Regions from separate parts of the Gossypium hirsutum genome. Here regions 1 and 3 are each linked to region 2. A link is a contact called in public Hi-C data. All regions are on one chromosome and are shown on one strand. The core of a region is the stretch at or near the end of the contact, and the rest is flanking DNA. Distances in the headings are between cores, read along the strand shown.

Region 1 (2,700 bases), core at 82-2,581, 380 kb after region 2:
ATTTTGTTTAAATTGTCAAATAAAAATACAACAATGAGACACTTAAAATTGCCTTTCAAACTCATTATTCCTCTCCAGCTGGGTTCTCATACCCACTTAATTATTGATTCATCCATGTCTTTCACAAAAATAGTTTTTATACAAAATTTAAACCTTTAGAAGGGTATTGCCCACTTCATATCTTTATGTAATAATTAAAAATATATGCTTGGATTTTTTATTTTTTATTTAGTTTAATAACGATCAATTTTCCTGTTTAATAGTTTTTTCAATTTTAGATGATAAGTTTAATTATGGTGGCCTTGGACTTATTGTTATTATTTCTACCAAACCTTTCTTCAAAATTGGCATGAAATCCCATCGTCAGCTTACGTAGATGAGTAGCCAATGATATTCTTTCTTTTATTATTACTGTATGTAAACTCTGGGACCAGGATGAGTCTGAAAATTACGGACTTTTCCTTATTTACTTGTTTACTTGTATCAGTGGTGCTTCATTGCTTTGCTTTGGTTTTTCATCGGTTATCTAAATTTGGGAGTTAAAATTTTCCTTCTTTTTTCATATTAATTTTATCCAGTATTGATTAGCTATACAAACTTGCACGTTATAGCCAAGTACTTTCATCAAATATTATGCTTAAAATGGCATGGCCTGCTTTTGGTGTCCCACCCTTTTAATATTTTTCTATTTTAACTTTAAAAAGCTAAAAATTAACAATATTAAATGTTTTGTTAAAATATATAAAAACTTGATATATTTATTTTCTATTTATCCTAACCAATATGTAATTTTTTTAGAAAAATATTAATTTAAATAGATGATATTAATATTTATTGAGGAGTTGAAAATGTATGTACCAACGGCTCTCTTTTGGATCGAGATGTACGTACTTTTTCATGTTAAAAAAGAACGAAAAAGTATTAGGTTAAAAAAAACTCATGACTTTGAGGTTTTACGGATTTTTCGATGTTCTCTATGTCTCTAGTTTTTATTTCAAAGTGTTGGATCTTGGAGCACGTTTCTATGAGATTCCAAGTTGGTAGTCGAAACCCAAGTTGTAGGGCAACGAGGAGAGCAGTTTGAGTTTGTGGAAGGAGATGAAGGCGGCCATTGACATTGACAAAGCCAAGGAGAAGCATTGATGTCTCTTTCAAGCTCCGTACTCTCTCCTTATCTATTATTTAAATCACTTATTATTGAGGCACTCTTTCTTTGCTGTTAAAAAAGATTCCCCATCTAACTTACTACTCTCACGGACCACTTCCAAGCTTCTTCCAATATATGCTTTTTTATATTTTCATTAATCAACTTTCTTCTTTTTCTATATAGCTGCTTTTATACTCATTATTTCTCAGTTTCTTCTCAAATGGGTCACTTCATTAACCTTTTAGTTTTCCTGTCATTTTCTCTAAGCTTCTGTTTGTTTCCTGGCACAGTATCAGCTCAACTAAGACAAAATTTCTATGCTAATTCTTGCTCAAATGTAGAAGCGATTGTTAGAGGTGAAGTGGCCAAGAAATTCAGCCAAACTTTCGTCACAGTTCCTGCCACTCTCCGTCTCTTCTTCCATGATTGCTTTGTCCAGGTTTTTTTCCAACACTTTTTTTTTTCTGAAGATTACCCTTTTCTCCATTTCGCTTAAAATGTATCAACCTTATCGCAAGTGCATTTATTGTTTCTAACAGGGATGTGATGCTTCGGTTATGATTGCATCTACCGGTAGCAACAAAGCTGAAAAAGATCACCCTGATAACCTGTCGTTAGCCGGAGATGGATTTGACACCGTCATCAAAGCTAAAGCAGCGGTTGATGCGGTTCCAAGTTGCAGAAATAAGGTGTCTTGTGCTGATATCTTGGCTTTGGCTACCCGTGATGTTATTGCTATGGTATGGTTCGTTCCTATTTCTTTGATATTACCACAATGATTGTTTGACATTGTTGCAGATATGTTAGTGAATGTGATCTGATTATAATTACAGTCTGGTGGACCTTCTTATGCTGTTGAATTGGGGAGATTGGATGGGTTAAGCTCTACAGCTGCTAGTGTCAATGGAAAGCTTCCTCACCCAACTTTCAACTTGAATCAGCTTAATTCGCTTTTTGCAGCAAATGGACTCAGCCAAACTGACATGATTGCTCTATCAGGTCTTATTATTACCACAACCTCAATGTCTGCATTTCCAGCATAAGCTTCCCATGTTAAAGGCTCTCATTGGTTTTATGTTTTTGCAGCGGCACACACTCTTGGATTCTCACATTGCGACAAGTTTTCCAACAGAATATACAATTTTAGCCGTCAAAATGCAGTGGACCCAACGCTCAACAAGGACTATGCTACTCAACTTCAACAAATGTGCCCCAGGAATGTGGACCCAAGTATAGCCATCAACATGGACCCAAACACACCCAGGACATTTGACAATGTCTACTTCCAGAACTTGCAGAAAGGGCAGGGCCTTTTCACCTCCGACCAGGTTTTATTCACGGACACAAGGTCTAGACCTACTGTAGACGCCTGGGCCTCCAACTCACAGGCTTTTAACCAAGCCTTTATTACTGCTATGAGTAAGCTGGGTCGGGTAGGTGTCAAGACTGGGAGGAACGGCAACATTCGTAGAAACTGTGCTGCCTTTAACTGAGAAAAAAAGTTGGGTTCTTGAAGCTGAATTTTTGTTATACAAAGACGTGTGTTATTTAGT
Region 2 (2,700 bases), core at 179-2,678:
TCAATATGGAAGAGAAAGTGAACTCATTAGGCTGCACACCTTCAAATAACATTTGCGTATAGATAAATAAAGCTTCTTGGGAGAGACCATGGAGGGCGTGGGCGTTAATGATAGAAGTGTAGAAAAAGATGTTGGGGTTGAGAGTTCGATTGAAGAGAGCGAGTGAATAGTCGAGACGGCCTCGAGAAGAGTAAGAGCGTTGAAGCTTGAAATTTAGGATGGGGTGTTGATGAAGGCCGTGGCGGAGAAGAGCTGCGTGGATTTGGAGCAAGTGATGGATGGAGCTGGATTTATCTAAAAGAAGAGCTAGCTTGTCTGGTGATGGTGGAAAGTTGGTGACGGCGGCGAATGAGAGAGTGCTACGGTTTATGGAGGGTGTTGGCAGTGGAGGAGAAGTGAAAAGCAGGGCTGAGGACATGCTTGAATGAAGCAAAGTCTCAACAATTCAGGCACTCACAAGCTTTTGATAAGCATTTTGATTTACAGAGTATACTCATAGATCTGCTTGCTTTGTACTTTTACCTTATCCAACATAGATTTCAAACAAACTTGAGTCGAGTGGAACAGAAGTACCTAACAAGTTCAGATTATGCTTGCATCTAATTTTATATTTTTGCTTGAAATTTTAATCTTACGATTTCAAATTATCGAATACATAACATTTGATTATTTGAAGACTGAACGGATAACAAGCAAAAAATACTTATTTGGGTACAACTCAGACTCTAGATCTTTGAGTCCCCATATTTGAGTCCATTAGAGACTACATTACCAATATCACATAAGGCGGCCCAAAGAAGAAGACCACAAAGTTAAGAAGGCCCACGCTGGAATGTTGGAGAGAAATCCCCTATTTCAATGCTCGTGCACCCTAAGCTTCCAACACGAAATTGACACCTACCACCTATTAAGCTCTTAATAAGAGCGTAACGTTTGAATCTCTAGTTGTCTCCAATCATCTTATAAATGGCAACCCCCTTCACCATTTATAACCATCTCATAAGTCCCCAAATCACATGGTTTATCTCTTTTCTCTCTTCAATATGTTTGACTTGAGCATCAGGGTGTGGAATGAAAGTTTTACAATTCCCTTCTTGCAAGTTCAAGAAAGCAATCCGGAGAGTTGGTAAGCCCTTATAATTGCTAGCAAATTATGGGAAAAGCCTTCAATTGCACCAATATCTCACAGGGAGCATTAGCCATGAGTCCTTCGCATCGTAGAAGGAGTCTCAGATGTCTACAAGCTATTCGGAATTTCAAGGATTGTTGGAAGAATCCGGTTTAAAAAACAATTTATATTTATAGTGAAAGTTTAAAATTTTTTAAAACCGACTTAATTTGTGATATTTATAGTAATAAACTTTTATCAATAAGTACTCATGTTTTGTGCGAGTTGAATTCAAGTCGATCCTGATTTTCAACCGAATGACATTCTCTACTATCCTCATACCACGAAATATGTCGAGTGTGGGCTCAAGCAATACCAACCAAACACAGAATACGAAACTTACTTTCAATATGAAAGTAATTCTCTCAATAAAAAACCAATAAATATCGTAATTTCCAAAAATTAAAATTTATTCTAAATAAATAAACTACCACTATTATAACACCTTATACCCGACCCGATCGAAGGATCCGGATACAAAGTATCATATCTACTAACTGGACTAAGACAACAACTAAGCATTTAAAATCATACTTATTTTCAAAAATTGCCAAAAACATTTTTGCCAAAATTTTAAGTAATTGGTCTTTTTTTTAATACTTTTTTATTTTTAAATTTTTTTAATGATTTATTTAATTGAACTAAACAGAACAATTGAACTGGTAGAATCAATGGCCTAGTTAGTTCAACTATTGGTCCAGTTTTAAAAACCTTGGTTAAAATATTTTATATTGATATGCTAATATTTGTAATTGTTGGATAATGAAATTTTAGTTGATAGTTTCTAATTGTACCAAAAATACTTTATATCATAACATAGTTAGCACACACTTTTCAACTTTTTAAGTCCATGTACTATACTTAGAAAATTAGAGATAAAAATTTTACAAAAATAATTTATTGATAAAAATAAAAGGGTCCTGCAACTATTGTTTTATTTGCAGAGGATCAAGAACATTTTACTCAACATGAAATTGATCCTAACAATTTGATGACTATTCTCATTATCCAAATATTGGTCTAATGTCATGTGTTCATTATGCTTTTAAGTGTTTAAATAATTTTTTTTTATAATTTTTAATTTTTCTAATTTTTAATAATTTTATAATTTATTAGATTTTTATTATTTATAAGTTTTTATAAGATTTAAATATTTTAAATATGCTTTATTAATTTTTTTTATAATTTATTAGAATTTTATAAATTTTATAATTTTTTGAGTAAACTATCAAAATAGTCACTTTTGTTTACCTTAGGTTATATTTTAGTCACTTATGTTTGAAATGTTACGTTTTAGTCACTTATGTTATCGCGTTGTAACATTTTAGTCACTGAGCCGTTAATTGTCGTTAACGATGTAACGATAAGCTGACGTGACACGTTAAATCATCATTTCAAACAAAAATTTTAGGTTAATTTACGCAATCGGTCCCCGTATTTTTTTGTTTTGAGCAATTTAATTTTTTTCTTTTATTTTTTAACTTTCTTTTTTTCCTTTATTTTCCATTCCCTTCTGCTTCTCCATCTGTTTT
Region 3 (2,891 bases), core at 232-2,731, 340 kb before region 2:
CGGTTGATGGTAATGGAAGACAGGTTCCAGATCCGGAATGGCTAAGGCTTCATACAAGGCCACGTTGTTGGGCATGGCTCAGAATTTGGACCAAACAGATAGGATGGAAGAGGTCTTCGAGCTTTAAGAGGGAGATGTGATAACGGAGGTGGTAGATGGAATACCGTTTATTACCTTTTCGAATCGTGTTCATAAGTTTATTGAGCGGAATATGTCGAAAACACTGATTGTCAAACTTTTGGGCAGTAGAATCAGGGATTTAAATAGCAGTTCGTTATTAAAATAGCGGTCGTTATATAGCGGTAGCGGCACCGTCTGAAACCGTTATTGTCGAAACTGCTATTATATTTTACAATAAGTTGTTTTAAAATTCACGACCGCGATATTCGCAATGACCACAATAGCATCCGTTATGTCCGCAAGTGCGATAAACGCAATGCGACCGAAAACGCAACTGCGACCGCAATTGAAATCCGTACGTAGAATAGGTTTTCATGCTTTGCTTAATAAGATTAATACAATGTGGAAGCCTTTGAATCCTGTTCAGCTAATGGACTTGGAGAAAGATTTCTACCTTGTTCGTTTTAACAATGAGAAAGACTATAATAGTGCTGGTAGGACGTCCGTGGGTAGTTTATGGAACAGTGCACCCTTGGTCACTGGATTTTTCTACCGCCAATACTGGAATTGATGTATTGGATAAGACTACCAGGTTTACCAGAAGGCTATTACTCCGAATTTTTTGCTTCGTGCCATCAGGCAAGCTATTGGCCCGGTTATGAAACTAGACACTCACATAGACTTTGCCAGGAGGGGCAAGTTTGCGCACTTAGCTGTTTGTGTTGATCTTAAGAAACCGTTGGTACCCAAAGTAAAGATCAATGGCCGGACATAGCGTGTTGAATATGAATCATTGTTGAACGTTTGTTTTAACTGTGGTCTCTATGGTCATAGTGTTGAAGGATGTGAGAGAATGAAATCTTCATCATCTGATATTGGTAATGGTAGTGCTTCCGTGGTTGATGAAAAATAAGAGCTAGAAAAAAAGAGTTGAAGAAGAGAGCTTTGGTTCATGGATGTTGGTCAAACGTCGGCAAAGAGGGAAAGGTCGGAGCAGCGGGGAAACAAGGAACGTAATTCAGGGAATGATTCCAGAACAATCATGATTTGCTGTAGTGGAAGAGAATCTGGTTAATGATGATGGCGCATTTAATGGCTTTGACAAACCGACAGAACAAATAAATATAAATGAAAATGAGTGTGATGTAAGGGTGTCATCCATCAAAGGATCTGCTGGCCCAAGAAGAAATAAGTCGAATGCTAAAGGTAAAGGATTTTTGTTAGGGAATGGGTCCAAAGTGGGCTTTTAAATTTTGAGGCTTATCAATAAGAATATTGGGTCTTCAACTGGAATGGGTCAGAGGCCCACGAATGTTAATTTTGGCCTGAACACCAGCAAGGCTGCTGGGGGTGAGCAAATCATGGGTTTCCAACCAATTACTTTAACAGCCAAGTTAGATAAAACCAAGCATCAGGCATTCCGAGCAAGTAAACAGTGAGAAAGAGAACAGGGGGTTGCTCAAGTATAAAATGGGTATGGAGTTGGGCAAGGAGAATGGGGTTTTTCGTTTTAGGGTAGCTTCCAGTGGCATTCTTCAAGGGCCGCGAAATCAGTTATTGGTCTAAGGGATTGCCCAACATCATAAATCGCCAGATGATTCTTTGAATAAATCGATAGTTGCTACGGTGGATTTAGTGGCAGCTATGGAGGGTATAATCTCTGGGTTGGAGCAGGGACATGCAATCACAGAGACAATAGTTGACAATCCGAAAGATGATGAGTAGATGGGTACTACGGTTCCTACTAACGCCAAGGATATTTGTTAAAACGCAATCTGTTGTTGGGTTTTTTTTTTCGCTCTGCTTTATATGGACACAAATATTATTTTTTGGAATTGTCAAGGTACAAGACATCCGCGTTTTCATAAGTTTGTTTCTGAGTATCGGAAAGAGTTTTAGCCAGAGATCATTTGTCTTTTTGAAACTCGGACAAGTGGTACGCGAGATGACAGAATTATTTCTAAATTTGGAATGGCTCAATCTTGTAGGATTAAAGCTAATGGTTTTGCCGGTGGAATATGGATTCTGTGGAATGAGACAGGTTTAGTTGATATTTTGGCTATTCATCCTCAAATGGTCCACATGAAAGTTTGCAGCGAGATTAACTCTTCTAGTTTTCTATGCACAGTGGTTTATGCTAGCCCGTAACAAAAGAAGAGGAAGGATCTCTGGTATAACTTGGATGTTATGGAAAATTCGATTTCAAAATCGTGGCTAATTGTTGGTGATTTTAACTCGGTGTTAGATGGTTCGGAGAGGGTAGGAGGTGTTGTTCAGGCACGACTTGGTTGTAAGTGGTTTCAGTCTTTCCTGTTTGACAATAAGATTTGGGATTTCGGTTATAATAGTCCTCAATTCACATTGAGTAGAGGGAACCTGTCTCGGAGAGTTGATCGGGCCATTTGTAATTCAGAGTGGGACTTCTTTGCGCCAAACTGTATGGTCCGTAATCTTTATCGGCTGAAATCCAACCATTGTCCAATTTTGGTCTCTCTAAGCCTGATTGTTCAAAGGGATTGTCGCTCGTTTCAGTGTCTAACTAGTTGGATGCTACATGCCGAGTTTAAAGACCTTGTAAGGAAAACTTGGAGAAATGATATAGGGATTGAAAGGAATTTAGAATGTTTTCAAAATGTGGTGCAAGATTGGAATAAACGATTTTACAAAAACATCTTTGTGCGTAAAAGGAAACTTCTAAATTGAACAGGGTGCAAAAAATTCTAGATTTAATGTCCTCGTTGTGTCTCCATGAACGTGAATTAAACTTAGGC

What was found. Hi-C and Micro-C count contacts between places; a contact is called where the count stands out from the background.
Region 1: a contact with region 2 is called in a Hi-C map of leaf, with 4 times the contacts expected there. The contact joins the promoter of LOC107945362 here to the promoter of LOC107945350 in region 2. A contact is called at or near these places in 6 of 34 Hi-C or Micro-C datasets (callus and leaf).
Region 3: a contact with region 2 is called in a Hi-C map of leaf, with 2.3 times the contacts expected there. The contact joins the enhancer-like site here to the promoter of LOC107945350 in region 2. A contact is called at or near these places in 5 of 34 Hi-C or Micro-C datasets (callus, hypocotyl and leaf).

The regions. Positions count from the first base shown.
Region 1 is chrD12:29,479,342-29,482,041 of Gossypium_hirsutum_v2.1, reverse strand. LOC107945362 (peroxidase 51-like) reads left to right here and starts at 1,331. Exons shown (of 4, transcript NM_001398465.1): 1 at 1,331-1,586; 2 at 1,687-1,887; 3 at 1,981-2,146; 4 at 2,234-2,700. The coding sequence starts at 1,368. The coding sequence ends at 2,640.
Region 2 is chrD12:29,856,159-29,858,858 of Gossypium_hirsutum_v2.1, reverse strand. It overlaps LOC107945350 (pentatricopeptide repeat-containing protein ELI1, chloroplastic), which reads right to left and starts at 1,428. Exons shown (of 1, transcript XM_016879312.2): 1 at 1-1,428. The coding sequence starts at 418.
Region 3 is chrD12:30,192,976-30,195,866 of Gossypium_hirsutum_v2.1, reverse strand. No RefSeq gene overlaps it. Among protein-coding and RNA genes, the nearest start is that of LOC121224094, 51 kb to the left of the region's middle. Within about 2 kb of position 1,481, at least 7 of the 9 cell types and tissues checked have an H3K27ac peak or open chromatin away from gene starts, as enhancers often do. A contact at or near this core is called in leaf, where this site is marked.